3 separate regions of the Sus scrofa genome follow, and regions 1 and 3 are each linked to region 2. A link is a contact called in public HiChIP or PLAC-seq data. All regions are on one chromosome and are shown on one strand. Each heading gives the region's core, a stretch centred on a gene start, on an enhancer-like site or on the middle of the called end of the contact. The rest is flanking DNA. Distances are from core to core; before and after follow the strand shown.

What was found. HiChIP or PLAC-seq counts read pairs in DNA pulled down with a chosen protein or histone mark.
Region 1: an H3K27ac HiChIP or PLAC-seq map of alveolar macrophages shows a contact between it and region 2. The contact joins two enhancer-like sites. A contact is called at or near these places in 1 of 47 Hi-C or Micro-C datasets (epiblast stem cells) and 1 of 2 datasets of contacts at active chromatin or transcription factors (alveolar macrophages).
Region 3: a contact with region 2 is called in an H3K27ac HiChIP or PLAC-seq map of alveolar macrophages. The contact joins two enhancer-like sites. A contact is called at or near these places in 2 of 47 Hi-C or Micro-C datasets (embryonic fibroblasts and epiblast stem cells) and 1 of 2 datasets of contacts at active chromatin or transcription factors (alveolar macrophages).

Annotation. Positions count from the first base shown.
Region 1 is chr8:29,460,820-29,463,881 of Sscrofa11.1, reverse strand. All of the region lies in intron 2 of TBC1D1 (TBC1 domain family member 1), which reads right to left. Among named protein-coding and RNA genes, the nearest start is that of MIR9840, 87 kb to the left of the region's middle. Within about 2 kb of position 1,386, at least 35 of the 83 cell types and tissues checked have an H3K27ac peak or open chromatin away from gene starts, as enhancers often do. A contact at or near this core is called in alveolar macrophages, where this site is marked.
Region 2 is chr8:29,331,740-29,334,536 of Sscrofa11.1, reverse strand. It overlaps PGM2 (phosphoglucomutase-2), which reads right to left. Exons shown (of 14, transcript XM_003128910.4): 9 at 2,618-2,797; 10 at 2,433-2,526; 11 at 550-679. Among named protein-coding and RNA genes, the nearest start is that of PGM2, 26 kb to the right of the region's middle. Within about 2 kb of position 1,341, at least 2 of the 83 cell types and tissues checked have an H3K27ac peak or open chromatin away from gene starts, as enhancers often do. A contact at or near this core is called in alveolar macrophages, where this site is marked.
Region 3 is chr8:29,485,916-29,488,933 of Sscrofa11.1, reverse strand. It overlaps TBC1D1 (TBC1 domain family member 1), which reads right to left. Exons shown (of 22, transcript XM_021101100.1): 5 at 716-820. Among named protein-coding and RNA genes, the nearest start is that of MIR9840, 62 kb to the left of the region's middle. Within about 2 kb of position 1,338, at least 1 of the 83 cell types and tissues checked has an H3K27ac peak or open chromatin away from gene starts, as enhancers often do. A contact at or near this core is called in alveolar macrophages, where this site is marked.

The DNA.
Region 1 (3,062 bases), core at 137-2,636, 130 kb before region 2:
CACCCCCAGGCTCCTCTACTGACGTCATCTCACAAGACCAGATATTTTACAATCAGGAACATTCCTAGAGAACCAACACCGAAAACAAGGCTGATGAGAGATAAAGGCTGGGCTGCGCTGGTGGGGAGCTGCTGCTAGGAAAGTGTTCAAGGCTTTGTTGTTTCTCCCATGCCAAGTGGATGGCTAATGTGTACCGAGAAGCCTCTGGGCCCCAAAGACACTCAACTTGGACCCCCCTCAGCTGATTCTACAACCAAGAAACAAGCATTCCACCTGCCAAGCAAAAACAACAGCTTCTGAAAGACATTTTCAAATGTTTCCAGGACTTCACCTTGGTTTACAAGGATATGAGAAAAAAATAAAATAAAGATTAAGTCTAAAGGGAGGAAAGTGATAAGGGAATTTTGTTAAAGTAATTCCCTTCTGGAGTTCCTGCTGTGGCGAAGTGGGTTAAGGACCCGATGTAGTCTCCATGAGGAGTGGGTTCGATCCCTGGCCTTGCTCATTGGGTTAAGTATCCGGCGTTGCTGTGAGCTGCGGTGTAGATCACAGCTGCGGCTCAGATCCCACATTGCTGTGGCTGTGGTGTAGACCGGCAGCTGCAGCTCCAATTCGACCCCTAGCCTGGGAACCTCCATATGCTGCAGGTATGGCCCTGAAAAGAAACAATTCCCTCCTTCAGGCTGTATTAGTAAACACATCTCCATTTCACAGACATCTCGGGGAACACCCTTCACAGCGTTCTGCTTTCCTCTCTACTCTCTCTCGGGATCTCACTCACTCCTTCGAGGTCAACGAAATAATTTAGTATACACCTTAGCTCTGAATTCTTTCCTAAACTTGACTCAAATGTCTAATCACCTCTCTAAGAATCACTCAGACTTTGAGCACCTTGACCTTAAAACATCCAAATCAAGCTCATTCTCTTTGCCCTAAAACCAGCCTCTCTCATTTCTTTGTTTCCCAAGTGCTTTCCTGGCAACTAGTTTAAAAACCCAGAAAGTGCCCTCTACTCTTCTCTCTCCATTTTTCAATAAGCCATCAGGGTACAGTCTCTCTCACTAGGCGCCCAAAACCTCAAGCACTGGGCTAGGCCTGTGTTTTTAACTCAGACCATGGCAAGCCCCTCAGCCCCAGCCCTGCCTCTGGCTTCTCCCAGTCTAGATGCCCACCCACTCCACTCTCCACTGGAGGCCTCAGCTTAGATGGCATCAGCCTACCACTCACACTTCCTAGGGCTCCTCTCCAGTCTCTACCAGACACCAACTGCCCGGCCTGATGCGCAGAGACCCCCACGCTGAGGCTCCAGCCACCTCTTCCCTGTGGATCCCTAAGCCACCAACTTGGGTGGGGAGGGAGGTTCCCACAGCTCTGCTCACACACTTCCTGGTTCTGCATATTCCCATGCCCACTGCCACGCCTCCACTCCTGCTGCCTCTGCCACTCAACGTTCCTGCTCCCCCGGAGGGACTCTGGAACCACTTATTCGACCTATTCATTTTCTCAGGAAACGAAGCCTCAGAGGGCTGGAAACTGACAGGCATCCGGTCACAGGCCGGGCTGGACAGAGCCGGACCTCCCCCTTCAGGGCTGTTTTTCTAGACCATCCCAGGTCCCTGTGACTTGCTTTTAATAGCATGAAATAAAGACCAGCTTGAAATGTCCTTATTAGAATAAAATCTCCAAGCCCACCAAATTAAACAAGAGCGAGGGCAGCAGCCCCCACGTGTCCAGTGGCTTGGGGGATTTCTCTTAGACCCACAAGCCTACTGCGTTGCAACTGTCCAGTTTAAGTGCTAATGATATGCGCATGAAGTGAAGGGCTCTGGCGCCCAGCCTGGGCTCTGCCCGAAGGGCTTGAGAGAGCAGACTCGGAGAGGAGGCAGCTGGGCTCCATGGACTCTGCTTATTCAATCAGGGTTGAAGAAAAGAATTGTTCCATCTACAGGGCCCCAAAAATTTGCAGAGAGAGGTGCTCCAGGACACTACAGGCTTTTCCTAACACCTACGTCCAAACCACATCTCTGGCTCCTTTTGAGAAGGACGACGTTTAAGTTAACAATGTACTATCGGTTCTGTCTCTGCCTGTTAATTAAAGTCAAGGGGGTTTACTGCTTTTGGAAAATCATTACCTCCGTGTACCAGAAGGCTACTCGGAGGCTCAGCAACTTCCAGCCGCTGGACTGCAGGGCTCCTGTGAAAGCACCACTGCACATGCCCACCTTCCTCTCCCAGGGGCAGACAATGTGTCTCACACCCTGACGTCTGTGTCCCAAGTGTCTGGCACAGAGAAGATTGTATGATCATGTGTGGTGACTGACACTGAACTTGAAGGAGAGGTTGGATTTCTTGGTGAAGAATGTCTGAAAATACCATAGGACTCCCCTAAGAAGCGTGGTAACTGCAGAATAGTTAACCCAGAAGCATATGCTCTGGTGGTCTAGCACTTTGAGCTCTTTCCTTGGGGGAAAAAATCCACAGATTACAATCTCAACTAGTTTAAGCACTACCGAACTGATAAAAATCAAGCCTTTCGGCTACTCCTAACACTGGGTGGTACTGCACTGACTGAAACTCCAGGGTGCTCTCAATTCCCATGTGTTACCTGCATATTTTCTGAATTATAATAGTGGATTTACATTGTTGTGCCACTTTCTGCTATACAGCATAGTGACCCAGTCATCCATATATATATATATATACACACACACACACACATATATATACACACATATATATACACACACACACACACATTCGTTTACTCACACCATCTTCCATCATGTTCTGTCCCAAAAGACTGGATATAGTTGCCTGCGCTGTACAGGACGACCCTGTTGTCTATCCATTCTAAATGTAATAGCTGTCATCTGCTAACCCCAAACCCCCTGTCCATCCCACTCCCTCCCCCGCCCCCGGCAACCAAACGTGTGTTCTCTAGGTCCAAGAGTCTGTTTCTGTAAGTGAAGTCAGAGACAGAAAGACAAATTCCACAAGATCATCACTATATGTGGAATCTAAAATACGACACAAATTAACCTAGCTACAACACAGAAACCTTC
Region 2 (2,797 bases), core at 92-2,591:
TAATTACTATTAAGGGGTTAAATATCAAAAGGAAAGAGTGATCTCTTACTGAGTTTTCATAAGAAATCAACTTTATAGCTAAAATGAGAGTATCAGAAAGAATATTAGTCTCATGCATCAGAACAGAGTAAAACATTTAAAAGGATTATTATGGGAGTTCCCTTTGCAGCTCAAGGGTTAACAAACCCGACTAGGATCCATGAGATGTTGGGTTTGATCCCTGGCTTTGCTCAGTGGGTTAAGGATCTGGCATTGCCATGAGCTGTAGCGGAGGTCAAAGATGTGGCTCGAATTCCGTGCTGCTGTGGCTGTGGCTTAGGCTAGCGGCTATGGATCCTATTCGACCCTTAGCCTGGGAACTTCCATATGCCACAGGAGTAGCCCTAAAAAAAGAAAAAGAAAGAAAAAAAAATATTATTACGTGTGGGATGCATGTTAGCTGTACTCATTGGGATCATTTCACAATACATATACACTGAATCATTATGTCGTACACCCGAAACTGATTAAAAAAATTACTTCAATTAAATGCAGTCAATAGAAACTTACTCAACATAGATGGCATTTAGCTGCTGAGACAAAGACAAATTCTTGGTTGCTAGAAAGCTGGCCAACTCTGCGCTTATGACGGCAGCACTGACTCCATCTTTGTCCAGAACGAAAGGGCAGCACATATATCCTGCAGAAACATGTGTCGTACACACAGCCTGAGGAGTGGGTCCCCTTGCACACTGTGCAAACACACATTCATATGCATCCTGCCCATTGCAAATGAGACTGTCTAGTACGTAGACGCTTCTCACTCACCATTACATTTAAGAGTCTAGCCCAGTGCCTAGCACACAGCAGGCCTTCAAGAAGTGTTTGTTGAGGTACAAACTACTATGTATAAAATAAATAAGATGTAAGGATATATTGTACCACACAGGGAATAGAGCTGACTTTTATAACAACTATAAATGGAATATATTTATAAAAATATTGAATCACTATGTTGCATAGCTGAAACTAACATAGTATTATCATTCAACTACGCTCTAATTTAGAAAAAGAAAAGAAAAAAAAGAGGAAGTGCCCTTGCTGTACAGTGGGAAAATATAAAAAAGAGGAAGTGTCTGTTGAATAACCTGTAAGGAATTTCTCTGCTGGACAAATCATGCTCCTTTTCCAGGTCTTGCCCAAATCCCTCCAGCTCACACAAAAGTGTCTCCTATTGTTCTAGTCAATGCTTCACTCCGTCTTCTTTGAATCTCCCACTGATCTTTTCAGTTATCTTGTTCATCTCAACACCCAACCCACATTCTTGTGTGGTGACTAATCAGATTTATATAAACTGCTATAAGGCTGAGGTCAGGGCCATCCATTTCTTTGAGTCACTCCGTAAGTGATATGCAATAAATAGTTGATAAACAAATGTAAGAAAATATTTTTTAAAAACAAAAATCTATAGAAGGACCATATTGCCACTTCTGACAACAAAAGAGCAAAAGCTGAGCTATTACACTTCACTCACTGAATTAGTTCATGTTCTGCTTGTGTCTATGCTATAGGAAATGTATAAACCAGAAAAACATGTGCTGTAGAGTAAGCATGACATATAATAACTCTTACTAAACAAGGAGCTGAAACATTCGGAGTTCCCGTCGTGGCGCAGTGGTTAACGAGTCCGACTAGGAACCATGAGGTTGCGGGTTCGGTCCCTGCCCTTGCTCAGTGGGTTAACGATCCGGCGTTGCCGTGAGCTGTGGTGTAGGTTGCAGACGCGGCTCGGATCCTGCGTTGCTGTGGCTCTGGCGTAGGTTAGTGGCTACAGCTCCGATTCCACCCCTAGCCTGGGAACCTCCATATGCCGCGGGAGCGGCCCAAGAAATAGCAACAACAACAGCAACAACAACAAAAAAAAAACATCCCCAGCACAAACATTTGCATCACGCTTCTATTGCTAGCTCTCCTTTCTGCCCATTTACAGTGATCACTTAAGGCTAGTCTTTCTGTCATCCTGGCTTTCATCTTTCAGGTGACAAGCACCCTGATGAAAGCCCCTCACCATACCTTCTCCTTTTTTTCTGGCCAGATCTTTGCAGAGCACTCTCCAAGGGGGAGTGAACTATATTCGGCTTGGAAACCCTAGTGAGGAAATACACAACTCCCCAGATCGGAGGACTCTTAAGCTGCTAGCAGCCACGTGCAGAACGTCACTGTTCGAAAGCATCTGGGAAAAGGACTCACTTCCTCACATGAATGGCTTATAAAAATCTGTGACGCCAGATTTGGGGGAGGACAGTTCCGTGCCTGCTCAGTGTCACAGAAGCAAAGCAAACTGTGTGCTCCTGTTTCATTGTTAGTCTTCTGAACCCAAATCCAAAGCTGTGCCCATGTATTTGCATCGTCTACAAAGAACTGATTCCATGATCACAATGATCACCTCTTACCAATAGCTTCTTCAAATGCAAATAAGACATTTTTCCCCTGCTCCATTAGCTGCTTGGCCCGGTTTCCCATCCACTTGAAGCCTGTCAAAGTTTCCTAAAAGGATAATCCAAGAGAGAAAGAAATGCCTTAGGTCTTCTACAGAGTAAAAGATTTTTAATAAAAGCAAGTCTTACCAACACCTTACCTCGAAGTGAAAACCCTCCTTTAAGGCAATGGCCTGCAGGATTCTGGAGGACACGGTGCTGGACAGCATGTATGTGTCTTTGAGAGCGCTGGGATCTTGGTTCTTTTCTTTCCAACAAGTAAAGAGCCACCAGCCCAAGAGGGCCCCCAACTCATTGCCGGAAAACACTTTCCAATCCCC
Region 3 (3,018 bases), core at 89-2,588, 150 kb before region 2:
GCTCTGGCACACACCAGCAGTTACAGCTCTGATTGGACCCCAAGCCTGGGAACCCCATATGCCGTGGGTGCAGCCTTAAAAAAAAGAAAAATAATAATTAAAATGAGCTGGGCAGAGATTTCAGGATGCTGTGGAAAGACTCAGTACTTTAAGATTCTTCAGGACTACTAGTCACAGGTAAATGAATAATAACCATAATAACTGCTAAGATTACATACAGTCTGAGAAACACTACAAAAGCTCAAAGCTCTTCAAGGAGATAAAGTAAAAACTAGATGTAAATTAAATACTGAGCGAAAACCAACTCTTCTGATCAAAAGTTCAAAACGACATTTTTATAAAGCCAAAGCAAGAGTTCCCTGGTGGCTCAGCGAGCTGGGGATCTGGCATTATCACTGCGGCAGCATGAGTTTGATCCCTGGCCCAGGAACTTCCACATGCCATAGGAACAGCCCCAAAATAATAAACCAACAAATTAATAAATGAAAACTCTAATGCAGAGGGTGAAAGTGAGCAGGCCTTTAAGAACAATGAAAATTGAAAATGCATATTCAAGCTCAGGTGTATACCAGCTAGTGAGAAAACAGTCATGAATGAATAATTAAAGCCAAATAAGGTCAATGAGGCCGTACAGTTTTGCTTCAGAAAGAAATCAGGGAGGTTGAAATCCCCTGCAAAGGAGACTTCAAGGTAAGAACTGCTCTTTCTCACTCACCAGAGCTTCATTCGTGCACTGAAACACATAGCAGACGAAATGAAAGCCTCCAGCTCCCGAGGACTCTCGGCAGATGAACCCAAAGTGGTCCACGTGTCTAATACCCTGTTGAAGGCAGGGAGGAGAGGAAGGGACAGTGAGTTGTACCCAGAAGAGGCACCACTGCCAGAAATACAACCTAAGGTTTATACTGCACAATTTTAAAAGACACTATAAGAGTATTATTTTCTCAGATATTTTAAATACCTAAAAACGTCTCTCAAATATGAAGTTCTACTAAAATGTTACTCTGATTATCCCCACAATAAGAGAAGTAGGAACTGAAAACTGGAGTTTTCTTTTCTTTTTCTTTGGTCTCTTTAGGGCCGCACCCACAGCACATGGAGGGGCCCAGGCTCGGGATCAAATCAGAGCTACAGCTGCAGGCCTACACTACAGCCACAGCAACACGGGATCCGAGCCACATCTGCAACCTACACCACAGTTCACCGCAATGCTGGATCCTTAACCCACTCACTGATCGAGACCAGGGATCAGACTCGCCATCTTCACAGATACTAGTCAGTTTCATAACATGCTGAACCATAACGGGAACTCCCAAAACTGAAGTTTTTAATGCTCATTTTAGTAATAAAAGGAAGTGGAGAAAAGCTGACACAGAAAAATTACAACTTCTCTTGGGTCTTAAGGAATAAGACAAGAGACTAATGAAGAAACACAACTATACACACACATGAGCACACATGCACAAACACACAAACACATATAGACATAAAAGTTAAAAGTTTTAAGACATCTGTACTCTTAAAATAACAGAAAGATAAATATTGAAGTAAACTAGTGGAAACAATGAGTTAAAAATTCTACACAATAAAGAACAGAGAAGCTTTTAAACATAAGCTATTAAGGCTCAAGCTCTACCATAGTTTCCTAAGAGCTCTTTTTAATAAATGTCAACATGCATACTTGTTTTGAAAGTATCAGCTGAGAGGCACAACAGCAATACAGATATGGCATCACCCATAAATATTAATGTGCAGTGTCTCCTGAAAACACCAGCACACAGAGATATGAGTGCTGAGAGCCTGAAGGTCAGGTGATCAGGTAAAATGCACCCTTTAAAACAATCACATGAAAAAGGAAAAATATTTAATATTAACATTTCAATAGAAATAGCAGCAAATCAAGATAAAAAGCTGTGGAGAAGCTCAGTTTCAGGACAATTATTTCCCAATAAACGGGCAATCCCTGACATATCCCAGCAACTCCGTCAACATTTCCCAAGAGCAAGCTAAGCATATGCTAGAGGATACTCCCCAGGAAAGCAGGATTTGGAAAAAACTTTTCCTTTGTAAATGGTTCCTTATTTGATCTTATTCAGGAACATCATTTTCACCTTTTGGGGAGGAAAATTCCCTGCTGAATCCTTCTGTAGATCATGCTATAATTCAACAAACAATGAGACTTCCATCCTACCTTATTAATGTTGAGAAAATGGAAATGAGGAAACAAGTCAGACTTTTAAAAAGTAATCAAACAATAATTCAGATTTGCTAGGAAGATCCTGAGTGAAATTGGCATAGCTCTTTATAACTGACAGATTCTCCACATTTCTCTATGAAACACACCCAGATGAGCAAGAATGAACTCAAGTAGACACTGTATTCTGAGGAAAACATCCTGAAAGGTAGTCACTATTTATCATGTTTTAAGGAAGAAGAAATAATGATCATTGGTATTTGAAAAATTATGGGAGTTCCCATCGTGGCGCAGTGGTTAACGAATCCGACTAGGAACCATGAGGTTGCGGGTTAGGTCCCTGCCCTCGCTCAGTGGGTTGACGATCCGGCGTTGCCGTGAGCTGTGGTGCAGGTTGCAGACGCGGCTCGGATCCCGCATTGCTGTGGCTCTGGCGTAGGCCGGCGGCTACAGCTCCGATTAGACCCCTAGCCTGGGAATCTCCATATGCCACGGGAGCGGCCCAAGAAATAGCAAAAAGACAAAAAAAAAAAAAGAAAAAAGAAAAATTATGAATTTTTGTAAAGTAGAAACAAGTATCTATTTAAAAATGTACCACTGTGTATATGAATGTACATATAAACATGCACACAGACCCAGACCCACACCCAGACCTCTGGAAAACAGGGCTGCAGAGCATGACCACCAATGAGTGAAACAACGAAAAGGAGCCCTACGTGCCCCAGGAGAGTATGGTTGTTAAAAGCAAAAATCTTAATTTCAAAGTTATATTTCTATTATGCCTTAATATACAAAAGGAAGAAGAAATACAAGATCACAAATCC